Regions from separate parts of the Hordeum vulgare genome. Here region 2 is linked to region 1. The links are chromatin contacts, called in public Hi-C maps. All regions are on one chromosome and are shown on one strand. Each heading gives the region's core, a stretch centred on a gene start, on an enhancer-like site or on the middle of the called end of the contact. The rest is flanking DNA. Distances are from core to core; before and after follow the strand shown. Region 1 has its middle 47 kb from the start of LOC123442912. Region 2 has its middle 82 kb from the start of LOC123442914.

Evidence for each region. Hi-C and Micro-C count contacts between places; a contact is called where the count stands out from the background.
Region 2: a contact with region 1 is called in a Hi-C map of leaf, with 2.3 times the contacts expected there. The contact joins two enhancer-like sites. A contact is called at or near these places in 4 of 6 Hi-C or Micro-C datasets (leaf and seedling).

What each region holds. Positions count from the first base shown.
Region 1 is chr3H:47,489,729-47,496,777 of MorexV3_pseudomolecules_assembly, forward strand. No RefSeq gene overlaps it. Among protein-coding and RNA genes, the nearest start is that of LOC123442912, 47 kb to the left of the region's middle. Within about 2 kb of position 4,438, at least 3 of the 3 cell types and tissues checked have open chromatin away from gene starts, as enhancers often do. A contact at or near this core is called in leaf and seedling, where this site is marked.
Region 2 is chr3H:47,654,805-47,661,853 of MorexV3_pseudomolecules_assembly, forward strand. No RefSeq gene overlaps it. Among protein-coding and RNA genes, the nearest start is that of LOC123442914, 82 kb to the right of the region's middle. Within about 2 kb of position 3,202, at least 3 of the 3 cell types and tissues checked have open chromatin away from gene starts, as enhancers often do. A contact at or near this core is called in leaf and seedling, where this site is marked.

The DNA of each region.
Region 1 (7,049 bases), core at 3,188-5,687:
CGAAAGGGTTCCGAGGGTCCACCTACCCCGTGGGCCCACATGGGCTGTAGTTATGGCTCCTTAGCCACCCTAGGCTAGGGACACCAGCCCCTAGAGGCGAATTAGGCCTAGGGTCAAGAGTCCCAAAGGGACAAGGCACCCCGGAGGTGCCTTGGCGGAGGGGGACTCCTCTCTTCCTTATGGAGGGAGGACTCCACCCTAGCCGTCGGCCCTCCTTGGAGGAGGGGGCAAAGTATGCGACCTAAACCCGTCCCTTGCCTCCTATATATAGTAGAGGAGAGGGTGATGGCTGGATACAACAATTCCCACACCCTGCGGCCTCCCCTATCCCCCATTCTTCCTCGTTCGCAGTTCTGGAGGCGCTTGGGAAGCCCTGCTGGGATTTCTCCACCATGCCGTCGTGCTAATTGAGATCCCATCTACTTCTCCTTCCTCTCTTGTTGGATCAAGAAGGAGGACACGTCATCGAGCCGCATGTGTGCTGAACGCGGAGGTGCCGTCCATTCGGCGCTAGATCGGATTGGATCGCGATTGGATCGTGAAGGGTATGACTACATCAACCGTGTTATATACGCTTCCACTTAGCGATCTACAAGGGTATGTAGATGCACCCCCCCTCTTGTAGATGTTGATCTCCATAAATAGATCTTGGGTGCACGTAGGAATTTTTTGTTTCACGTGCAATATTCCCCAACAGTGGCATCATGAGGTAGGTCTATGCATAGATAACATGCACGAGTAGAACACAAAGTGTTTGTCGGCGTTGATATTCAGATTGCTTACTTCCTTTTGTCTTATCTTGATTTGGCAGAACTGTGGGATGAAGCGGCCCGGACCAACCTTACTTGTCCACGTATGAAAGACCGGTACCATCGACTGACATGCAACTTATTGCATAAAGATGGTGGCAGGTGTGTGTCTCTCCCACTTTAGTTGAATCAGATTCGACAGAGGCGGTCCTTGTAGAAGGTTAAATAACAACTTGAATATCACCGTTGTGGCTTTGAGTAGGTAAGGATGGTTCTTGCTAGTTGCTCATCGCAGCACATAAAACTTGCAACAACAAAGTAGAGAACGTCTAACTTGTTTTTGTAGGCTATGTTGTGATATGATATGTCCAAGGACATGATGAGATATATGTGATGATCATGTTTTGTACAGATTATCACGACTTGCATGTCAATGAGTATGGCAACCGGCACGAGCCATATGGTTGTTTTTAATTAGTCTTGCCTTTTTGTTTTACTTGATCGCTATGAGTTAGCAATAGTGATAAAAGTATAGTTGGGGCGACAACCTTAATGGTGACACGATGATGGAGATCATGGTGTCATTTCCGGTGATGATGGAGATCATGTCGGTGCTTTGGAGATGTTGATCAAAAGCACAAGATGATGGCCATATCATGTCACTATTTTGATTTGCATGTGATGTTAATCCATTTATGCATCTTATTTTGCTTAGGACGATGGTAGCATTATAAGATGATCCCTCACTAAAATTTCAAGATAAAATTGTGTTCTTCCCACGTGTGCCGTTGGGAAGGTTCGTCGTTTGGAGGCACCACGTGATGATCGGGTGTGATAGACTTTATGTTCGCATACAACGGGTGTAAGCCAGTTTTGCACATGCAGAACACTTGGGTTAAACTTGACGAGCCTAGCATGTAGAGACATGGCCTCGAAACACAGGACACTGAAATGTCGAACATGAATCATATAGTAGATATGATCAACATGGAGATGTTCACCATCGAAAACACCTCATCTCATGTGATGATCGGACTTGGGTTGATGGATTTGGATCATGTTACACTCGAGCAACGTGAGGGATGTTGATTTGGGTGGGAGTTCATAAGTAATATGATTAATTGAACTCATTATCATGAACACAGTCTAAGCTGTCTTTGCAAAGTATGTTGTAGAACAATAGCTCGCGCTGTAGCTCCCCTGTATTTTTGATGCGTTCCTAGAGAAAATTAAGTTGAAAGATGATAGTAGAAATTATGGGGACTAGGTCCGTAAACTCAGGATTTCCCTCATTGCTGCACATAAGGCTTATATCCTTGATGCACCGCTCGGTGTGTCACCCCTCAAGCATCATATGTGGTTGTCGTGTACATCCCACAAGCACGCTTTTAATGACTACTTGATAGTTCAGTGCGTCATACTTTAGGCTTTGAATTGAGGCTTCAAAGACGTTTTGAACGTCACAGAGCATATGAGATGTTCCATGAGCTGAAATTGGGATTTCAAGCTCGTGCTGGATATTTTTTTAAACAGGAACATGTTTGGAATTTTTCGATCATTTTTAAAAACATGAATGTTGTAAAAATCCAAGATTTTCCTAAAACGCATTTTTTTGAATTTTTTACTATTTCTTAAACAGTCCATTTTTTGTAAATTTATTTTTTAGAAACATCCTTTTTTAAGTCTGAACATCTTTAAAATAACATGTTTTTTACATTTTAGATAATTATATTTAAAGGTAAAGAGGACAATATTTTTTTTCCTTCTTACGTTATTAGTTGTTGTTCAAACTGATATCCATCTATTTGAGAGATGCTAATTTTATATTTGAGTGACAATTAATTCTATACGAAGGGATCGGTATATGATAAACCCTGACCAGAACCTTCTGGAAGGTTCTCAAAACAGGTAAAAGTTAGATAGGAAGAAATTTCCTTAAAGCAGAATTTCAGTGCTTGGGGGCATTGGATCACTTTTCTTTAATGTCTATAATATGGTGCTTAAAAGATTCGAATGTTTTTACAGGAATATGCATACATGTAGTCTAAGTAGGTGTGAAATTCCGTCAAATAATACGCTGCACAAAATACAAAATTTCGGTCCAAAATCAACAAAAACCTAAAGGAAGCCCAAATTCTGCATGTATTATCCCTTCTTTTTGTATCTCTCATAGGCAAGCACACTTGATGAACATTTGGCTCGTTATAGAACACTGCTATACTTACAAAAACTTAGAACTTTTCAGCCCGTAAAAATACATTTTTTTAATTTCGGCAAACAGATTTATACTTCAAAAAAGAAAACAAACTCGATGTGCCCGGCTGATCCTATTTGATGCACGGGTCGCTGCCCAGCGACCGCGCGCACCCGCCTGCTTCAGGTTTGCGTATGTTTGAGCCGGCCAAGGTAGCCATTTGCGGTTTTTGCAAGGTTATCGAATCTTCCAACCCATATTCCTTTTTATTCTTGTTTTTTTTCATTTTCATTTTTTTATGTTTTTAGTTTTCTCATACTTTACAAACATTGTATGAAATCTTGAAACATTTTTTTTCAAATCTCTGATTAATTTTAACTTTAAATATATTTTTCAAGTTGGTGAAATGTTTGAAATAAAAATGTTGTTAATAAAAATAAAAAATGTTCAACAAAATGGAAAATATGTTCATAAAAATTATAAATGTTCATATTATTACTAAATGTAATATGAATTCACAAAATGTTCACGAATTCATAAAATGTTCTTGAATTCAAAAAAAATTCATCAAAATATTATTTTCATTAAATTTAAAATTATTGATCGAGTACAAAACAATTCATAAAAATACAAAAAAATATATCAAAATACAAAAAACATCTAAATTCAAAAGGGGTTCATTCGAAATTATAATTAGTTTCATAAAAATACATAAAATGGTCATAAAAATAAAATTTGGACAATAAATGTTTATAAAAGCATTATTTTATAGTTTTGTGAATATTTTGAAAATTCATGAATACTTTTTATCAATTAGTGAAACTATTTTTGAAATTCTAAACTTTTTTATGGAAGCAAAAAATGAAATACGAAAAATGGGAGCCCCGTCCCGCACCTGGGCCGGCCCAAGCTCGCGTTTGGGAGTGAGGGGGCGCGGGCTGCCCTGTCTCCCAGCGTGCAGGTCGCTGTATAGGGGGACGTCCTGTGTGGCGCTTCAGGCGCCAGTAGGGGAACGGGCGCCTGCAGCGGCCCTCTTCGTGGGCCGGCCCTTATTAAATTCGTGGGTTATTAGAAAATCAAAAACAGTTCACAGAATTTTAAAAAGGTTCAGATCTGCGAGAAAAATTCAATGATTATGAAACAAATTCAACGATTTTTGGAAATATGTTCATGAATTTTAAAAACTCCATAGAATTCGAAAAAATATGATCAATTTTGAAAAAATATCAATTTTGAAAAATAGTTCAATGATTTCGAAAAACGTTAATAAATTTTAAATTGTGTTCATCAATTTTCAGTCAGGTTCATCGATTTCATAAAAAATTAACGATTTTTTTAGAAGTTCACAGATTTAAAAAAAGTTCAGGGGCTAAAACAGTTCACGGGCTAAAAAAGATCATAAAGATTTTCTAAATGGACCGGCCCATTACGGAGTGCTGCAGACGCTGGTTAGCATATTTCACCTTTAAACGGCACCTGTGGCGTTAAATAGGGTTTGCCCTGTATAGGGGTCATATTGGCCGCGTGTTGCGGCAAGGAGTCGCGCACACAGGGTGTAGCGCCCCTGGCTGGGCCAGCCCATTATTAAATTTAAAAAAAATAGTTCTTTTCCATTTTTTTCAAATTCCGGAATTTTATTTAAAATTTCGGAACATTTTTTTGAAAAATCTGAAACATTTTGATAAAAGTTTCGTAACATTTTGGAAATTGCAGAACATATTTTCAAATTCCGGAACATATTTTAGGAATTCCGGAACATTTTTTCAAATTACAAAACATTTTTTGAAAATCGATTTTTTTTTGAAACAGAAACAAAAACAATAAAAAAAACGGTTCAGGGAATCTTCTAGAAAGTTCCCAAAACCGGAAAAAAGGCTGAAAAAGTCTAGAATATTTCTAAAACCGGGTGTCTGAGTGGACTGGCCCAATTTACTCGCTTCAAGGGGTGGCTTATGCGAAAGACCAACATTTTGACGTAGTAAGCGTCAAATAGGATTTTCCCCCAATGTGCCTGTGCTCACAAGTCATCATTCGACTTCCTGTTCACTATGATAGGTAGAATAGGCCCTTCGGCACAGTATGCGGCAAACGGGAATTAACATCATGATGCTCCTGTTCTTCCAATACTGGGCGTCATTGCCACTAGGCCAGTAGATTAATTAACTTTGACAAACTTAATTCAACATGTATCCCTAGAAAAGGGCATATTTTTTGTTTCCAAAAATGACTAGCACAACTTAGAACATAAAGAGAATATTCAACTCATAGCCTAAAAATAATAGTACAGTCCCACATGCCATGGCTATCTAAAATTTCACTTAGTAATAGGACGTTGCTACGTGTCCGCCGGTCTTTTTAAAAGATTGACCGGGTCTCTAGCCGCGAGATCTAGCGTGATCGGTATCTTAAATTTTGCAATTGAGATCATGTCGGAAAATCGTGTGTAGACTTTTTTTGCAACAAAGTTTGTCATAAAATATTATCTACAACAAAGATTGTGTTACGAAAACATTCATAGATTTTTTTTATAACAGAGTTTGTTATAGATTATTTGTTGTACCAAAGATGAAACATCTATAGACTTTTTTGCAACAAAGTGCGTGTTGCCATTTAAATCTGGCGGCATACCCAACCTCGTTTTTACTATTGCAACAAAGAAAGTGTTGCGGAACTTTTGCAACCGAGCTCATATTGCAGGAATTTTTTTGGAATGCAGGATGTGTTGCAGATTTTTTCCTAGTTTTAGGACATTGATGATGTCGTATATTTTTTTTGTAATAAAAGATGTTGCTGCAGCAGCAGTGTTAGAGCATATATCTCCATATGTGGTTTTGCTAATTGATGACAATTCCTATGGACTAATGGTTGCCTTAAGTTACATTTATAGGATTTGTCCATAGGCACTTCTTGAAGTCCATCTGTTGGGTTCAAGGAGTTTATATGATGACCAAGATGGTATTCAAGGTATTATCCAAAGAATGGTTATAGAGACACATGGTTGATCAAGATCTCAGACAAAGAGTAAATCAAGATGATCAACACACAAAGCGTATAAGATGTACCGAGAGGGATCAAGCGATCCCATGGTATGGTAAGCATTGTCCATTACGTGTTTGTGTACTAACCCATGGTCTTCGTGAGAGTTCTATGTGGGGGTTAGGTGTGTTTCCATGGGCTTGCGTCAAAGGGAAGATCTCATACAACCCATGAAGTATGACGTCAAGTTGTGATCGTCATCAAGATTGCGATGTGCAAATTCAAGTGGATCAGCACGAAGATACCATGCTTGAAGCTTGCCATCCATTGTGGTGGCAATGGACTTGTGAAGATATGCTGAAGAGTGGCTCACCCATAGTGAGTATGGGGAAGCAATCAACTAGTCTTCATCAAGCCAACGCAATCAAGAAAGGTGCTCCATCTTGAGGAAGCCAAGATCATCATCATCTAGCTCAAGAGGACGAGGTGCAAGGTATAGGTTTGCCCTTGATAGGTTTTCTGTTTAGGATAGATTGTTGTACTATCAAGGGGGCTCTCAAGTGAGTAGCTTGATCGTATCGTTCGTTGAGAGCTCAAACCATTTGCATCCTTGCATCATACTTCTTGGTTCTTGTTTGGTGTTTCTCTTTGTGAGTTTTAGAGCTTATGGTCATCTTCGTGACAAGCTCGAGTTCATCGAAAACAGAGTCCATATGCATCTACTATGATGTTTTCGATGTTGGAGTTTTTGCCGGTTCTTCATTCATAGAGGACTCACATCTCTATATCATTGGCATTTTCATATCTGCATGGTCTTAAGATTTCTTTGTTCGTGATAATTGTTTATTATCCATGCTATAATTTTATTGATTGGAAACTCAAATACATGTGTGGATACATAGACAAAACACCGTCCCTAGTAAGACTCTAGTTGACTAGCTCGTTGATCAAAGATGGTCAAGGTTTCCTAACCATAGACAAGTGTTGTCACTTGATAATGGGATCACATCATTAGGAGAATCATGTGATGGACAAGACCCAAACTGTTTGGATAGCTCTTGACGTCCTGAATCCAACAAGCTTGGGTTAGCTCGATTTGGAGCTCGTATGCGAAAGTTATGGTTGTTTCA
Region 2 (7,049 bases), core at 1,952-4,451, 160 kb after region 1:
TTCATAATCAATGCTACTACACATTTAGCTAGTTTATCACTAGTGCCACTACAAATTTAGCTAGTTTATCACCAATGCCATCGCACATCGAGCTACTTTATCACGAATGCCAATGCACATTTAGCTAGTTTATCACTAATGCCACTACACATCGAGCTACTTTATTACTAATGCTTTATGACCATTGAATTTTTTGTTTAATTTTACAAGTCTGCGTAAAGTTAGGACATGTCTAGTTCTAACCTCAACAACACTACATGGTACAACAAGGAGGAATCCACCTTCTGTTCCCTAATACCGTACAGAGAGAAGTCGTTGGAATATTTTCCTAATAAAGAATGTTGGTGCAAGAAGAAGGCTTCCAGGTGGATTTCTTGGAGCAATGCCAACCCAGGACAAAGATATTACTATTGCACAAGAGTTCAGGTGATTTCCTATTTCTTCTCATTTCCCAAGTGTTTTGGCCATTAAATAAAAAATATAATCTTGACTCTAACTAGTGTTAGTATCATAGGTTTGTGGTTATTTGTTCTACGAATGGGCTGGTCCAAAAGTGCTCGAGTTCTTGGATCGACACTTGATGATTTGAGTGACATTGTGCGTTGGCTCAAAATAAAAAAGGCGGATATACAAGTTCTTGCTGAATTAGAGGCCGGCAAAGCATGAATCAAGAGTTGTTGCAAAAGAAGGCTTAAATAGATGATTTCATTAGCAGGAAGGATATGCAAATTGAGGCATTATTAAAGAAATATGCTGAAAAATTTGTTGCTATTAACCAACTTAAGGTTAAGCAGAAGAAATTTGTACTAAATGTGTATTAGTAGTAGCATTATTTGCTATGTTTGGCAAGATGCTATCTTGAACATTTGGTGTAATAAACATTCGGGTTCCTAAAAATTTGGATGCAAGGCTAATTTGAAGTGAACCAGTTCATAGGCTATGATGTTTTCAATTCCTTAAATTTCCTATTTGTAGACACCAGATAGCATATGAATTGTATTGAAATTGGATATTGTGTGAACTCCTAATAAAAAGAAAGGAAGGATATCTTTTGCAAAAAACTTTTACAAACAAAGATGCATATCATGTTGACTACATTGCATGCGGTTATTAAGATGTCACATCTTGACCAGATTCTAGGGGTACAAACTTGCACATCATATATGGAGATATCTACATAATTTTATATCCATTTACCTTAACTACATAGTAAAGAGCTAGTAAATAGCTGGAAACTATGATAAGTGCCATCATGTATGTGATTTTCTCCTTTGCCTTCAACTCAAGTCCTCGTATGACTCTTACTTTCTCATCTCCATTAATTTTTAGCTCCTATACCAAATGATCAAATATGGCCAGATCAATCTCTAATAGCAACTTATCGTTGTGAGCAATTCTCCTTTCTTCCGTAAAAGTACGCTTCAGCTCACCAATTAATTTGTTTTTACTCGCTAATTCAACACCCAAATTAGCCACCGCCTCGTGCAATGCCGACTTCTCTCTACCCCACTCGATTGACTCATCTTGGTATGCAATATAACAAGGATCATCAGCCTGCCTGTTAAACTGTAATAATCGATCCAAAAGTCAATTAACACTACAAATTAAGCAAGGGATAATTCAAATAGGCCGTGAGCGCTAACTACCTCAACATCCTCCGAATCTGGTGTAGGTGAACGTGGGCAAGACATGATCGAATCCCCCCCCCCTCGATGTTGTAGCCGCTGCGACCGAACATTTATCACGAGAGCGCCTCTCAAATTAGGTGTTCTCACAAGATTAAGGGAAAGGGTACACAAGCGCTCGAATCAGGTGGATCGGGATCCAAGAGCTTACTACGAAATGCCACACAACTGTCGGTAGCTGTCATCGAAGTGACACATCAAAACCAGATGGTGGGGAGGGGGTGTGGCGATAGCACTACGTGTTGTACGTTGGTCTAGAGGGATGATGAGGGAAGAGAAATAATGGTCGGACGTGCATCGCAGCCGGCCGCCGGTCGGCGCCGGAATCAGGTTCGATGATGCAGGCAAGCTTCGGCCATGGCTATGGCTGCTCTATGGGGAAGGTGCTCGGGACTGAGCATGGTCGATCATTGATAAATGACACAGAGAACATACCACATCTCTCATACGCAACGTCGACCCACGTGTCATAAGCTGCCTAGGCCCCACCTCTCATAAGTTGTCGCGGCCCCACAAGTCAGGGTCTTCAGCGTCAACACTATGGGGAGATAGTGGCCAGACCCCACCCACCGGTGTTTCAAGCGGACCCGCATGTCATATGTTGCCTCGACCCCACATGTCACGAGTGTACCACGTCAACAATGTGCTGAGAGAGAGTGGAGCGACCCCAGCTGCCAGGATATCATGTCGCTCCACAAATGAGGAAGTAACGGTCAAAGGCTTTGATCGGACGAAGGATCTCCATTTGAGCTTTTGCGAGCAGCTCGTGGAGTAGAAAGGGCAAAGTGAGCAACGTTAGTTGCCGCGGACAAAACTAAGGAGGCCAAAGCAACGGGGACACTAAAATAAAAGTTCTTCTTTTATTATGATTAGAAGTTGTGAGCATCAACATTAATTTGTCCATACTAAGGTCTTGTTTGTTTGTTTTTTGCTTCTGTTTTTGCAGTTTTTTACTTTAACCAAAAAAAGCATAAAATCCCCTAAATATGTGTTTTTGAAGCTTTTATGTTTTTCTGGTTAAAATGAAAAAGGTTGCAAAAGCAAAATATAGAATCTCTTATGGCTTTTTGGTCAAAGTAAAAAAAACTGCGAAAACAGAAGCAAAAGTGGACGACCGGTTTCCATATCCATGTTCACGAACGCGGCCATTGTCTCCGTTTCAGGGAACGGCGTTGGAGATTCCCACGAACCGGCTCTATGCACGTCCTCAGCACAGCCGGGAAATAACTAGGCGTGCAGGTGATGATCGATCCACGAGAGTCACCGTGCGGCCGGCCGCCTCGTGGTTCGACTCGATACCTACCACACGGCTGTGCGCGGATCGGCGCTACGCAGCAAACGTACTACGGTACCCGCGTCGAACTGCCCCGATCTAGGAGTACTGGACAGGGCTGTCCAGTGGAGGCTGCAACCGCGAAGCAGCGCACGACAACTTCGCCATCACTCTACTGCGTACCACTACACCCAAGAGCAGCTGACGCCAGGGCCCCGGTCGCGGCTCGCACGAGCTGACGGGATGGGCGAGGCGCACTCGGGGAAGGCCTCATCTCCCCGGCTGCGGAGGTCCCAGCCTTCCCAGGCTCTCGTAGAAAGCGCACCCTTGCCGCTGACATGCGGGCGGCCACCGCAGTGGGGCCCGAATTCCGTGTGTGCAAGGTGAACTTCCCTTGTCGGCGAGCGCGCGGTGCGCACGAGGAGGGGTCGGCGTCAGGGCACGGAAAGCGAGCGCGTGCAGACAGTGCGCGCAGGTGGCTACTGATCGCCGCGGCGCAACAACACGCGCTCGAGCCGCTCACGTCGACTTGTTTTGACCGCCTGTCAGGACCTGCCACCGGTCATTTTATTTTTTTCGTAATTTTTTAAGCCGGTTTTTTTCTTATTTAAGCGAACACATGGAGGTAAAATTCAATGTTTTGACCTTTTCCGAACATTAAGCCGGATCTGATCCTGATTGGAAAAAAAAATCAAGTCTCACATTTTCGAAGCCCTTGACGATAGGGTATGACAACCTGCCGTCACGGACCCTGACGGTAAGAAAATGGCCTACCGACGGAGGGGGCTCACGATAGCACATGTAACCCTATCGTCAAGGTATCCGACGGTATGCACACGCGCGCACTGTGTCCGCAATTTATAATTCTTTGTACGGTAGGCGTGCAACCCAATCGTCAGGGACCTCGGCGGTAGGTTGTTATACCCTACCGTCAAAGACTCTGACGATAGCAAAAGGGTCATATCCGATTTTTTTTCCCAACCGGAATCAGATCCGGTTTAACATTCTCGAAAAGGTCAAAACAGTGAATTTGGCCACACATGGACGTTCACGGTGGCTGGGTTAAGTAGGGTGCCGTGTGAGGGCATGTCTGGCGGGTAACTTGCAAATTTCCTTCCACTTCATTTGCGGACAAAGAGACCAGTCAGCAGACACGGTTGCGTTCGCGGATAAAGACACGTAGACACGGTTGTGGAAATACGACCCCCAACATTAACCGAGTGTATTTTAATTCGTATTTTAACAAACCGAACGATATTCATTAAAGTGTAAATAAAAAATAGCAAAAATCATTCATACATACTATGTATATCAGTCTAGTGTAACATGGTCTTAAATTAAACAGATGTTTAATAAAAATTTTATCAACGGATCATGTCGATCCAAACATGTTGGCCCTTCAGCTTCATTCAACGGTGTGTGTACATCAATGATCATTTCCTACGAAGCATACATACGGCAACACCGATACGGCGATACGAAACATGACAATTTCTAGCAACAACAATACGACGATTGATAAGCATATATAAATAACAATAAAATGACGTATGATGAAAACTAACATAATAAAATATGTGGCATGAGATCCAAGTACAATCCTACTGGTTGCCTAATTGCTTTCATGCCTCCTTATTCCTTGTTTTAAAAATCTCACTATCATCAAGGGGTAACACGACCATAGACTGCCCCAACCCAGTTTAGACTGCAATACCTATTAACATGATAACATAAAATCAACAAACCTTTTAAATTTAAAAACTTAAGATTATCAAATGACAAACATATATAAAGAGCAACTTTGCATTGCACGAGTGAGCCAAATAATGAAGGGGATATTACTATTCTTCCAATGTTTTAGATTTTTTTTTCTTGATAACGATATAGAGAGCATAATCTTCATTGAGCTCTTTATTCTCAATAAATTTATAAAAACTCTCACCTATGAACATGACGATAACTAAAATCAGCAAGCAATACACATCAATAATGCTCAAATGATGATGAAGAATGCTAAAAGATACCATGGTGTATACTTGTATCTTCTTTCCTAGCAATAGGAGACAGCACCAACATCAGCAAGTAATTTTACGCCACAAAAATCAACAAAAAGCAAGCAACAACATCAAGGCAGGAACAATACTTAACGACGATACTTCAAGGATACCCGTATCATCATTTTCTATTTTTAAATTGAAAAGGACAATAGTTTGGGGATACCCGTATCGAAGTCGTATCTGGCGTATCGGAGTATCGGTGAAGTACTAAACAGCGATACACATAATTTTGAAGTATCGGTGCTTCATAAATCATTCCTCTTTCATGTGGTTCGCCATGACATCGCGTGTGAGCTACATATAACGTGTAGACAAGTTGAGCAAGGGGAAGCAATAAACATACAATCTTGTCTTGTGCCGCGTGCAATGGCCACTTTGCCTCGAGCTGATGAACCACGTCGCAAAACCTGCCGACGTTGATCTGGATAGTATGTACGATACAACAACGACCTCACATTGCGTGGTCGAATGATGTACATGTCATAGGGTGCAATGTGCTTTCATGCGTCAAACGTTTCAAGCACTTGATTCCAGAAAGGCTCCCCTCACGCCCTGCCTACAAAATCCACGGATAGGATCAACCACACATCACACAACAACCCATTCTTCATAGTCGAGTAGCTTACCATCCTTCAAACATTAAAAAACGACATAACATTTGAAAATAAGCTTGATGACATTTGGACCGAACATGTGTCGGACGTGGTGTCTGCCATGAAGGTCGTTGACAACGGGTGGAGTGTACCTGGGTACAAATTAATGGCTACAATGTGAAAAGCTCCGTCGTAACAACGAATGGGCGCGTTGGTGCTTGTAGCGAACGTCCACCATTGCCTCTGTGGCCATCGGAGACGTATAAGGAGGAGTGGCGACGGAGGTGGAAGGTGAAGAGCAAGGGGAGAAGGGACAAAGTGCAAGAAAATGGGACCGGGGTGTTGAATAGAGACGTTTCTCATGTTCGGTCTCGCGTAAACCTTTTTCATGTTTGTTCTTGATTTACGAGAAAATTACGTCCGAAGCATGTCACGGACTGATACAGACCTGTGGTGGATCATTTTTATGATCCAATAATACGGTCCGAACGGCTACAGAAGATCTGACGGTGGACGTTGGAGATTCATGACCCGGTGGCTCCCGTTTTGCTGAACAAACCGGACCAAACCCGACGGCTTTAAACTAGTGCAACAGCCGTACAAGCTAGTAGTAGTGATCACTTGCCGTGGCAGGTCCTCCAGTGGCTCATGCATTTGGCCTCGATCAAGGGAAGCACGTGCACGTTCCAGCTGAGAACTTCGGCAAGTACTGCACGGCCAGCTGTGGGGGAACTGGAACACTCCCAGGCCACACTACCACTTGCAATGGTTGGCCCGCCGCACGTTTCATTTTTTTTCATGGTAATAAGCATTTTATTTATAAAATAAGATTAAATTACTAGGCAAGTAAACACCAATTTTACGAGATTGTAAAGATAGAAAAATCTTATGCAATATACCATCGCCTGTCCCTCTTCTTCGACAGCAACGAAGCGGTCATCAAAAGAGAAAAGTCAAATCACCGTAATAAATAATATACCATTAGATTCATGTGGAAATGTAGTTTTTGAATAAGTAATTTTTATCACATATAATATATATTTAACTAGTTAAATTAATAACTTAAAACTACGCGCATGCCTTATACACTTGGACGGAGATAGTACATGCTATACATATACGTGTATCTGTATAAAAATCTAGGGTCTTTTCTTTAAAATCACCGCATGTGCACGGGGTTTATGTTTTTTTTTCGCAGTAGAGGGTTCATGGATATACCAGTTTAAAAAGTACGTGCTGTATATGTTTTCTGCGTACAAAGGCTTGAAGACGACATGCCTCTTTTGGCCAGCAGCAAAAAGGGAAAAGAGACCAGCATCCAAAAAAGACGAGAAAAAGACAAGACAAAATCAAAATAGAAGCAAATAATTCAATTTCTGGATCGAATCTTTTTTACTATCCGTGACCAGGACCACAAAATCGGTTTCATAAGCGGGCCACA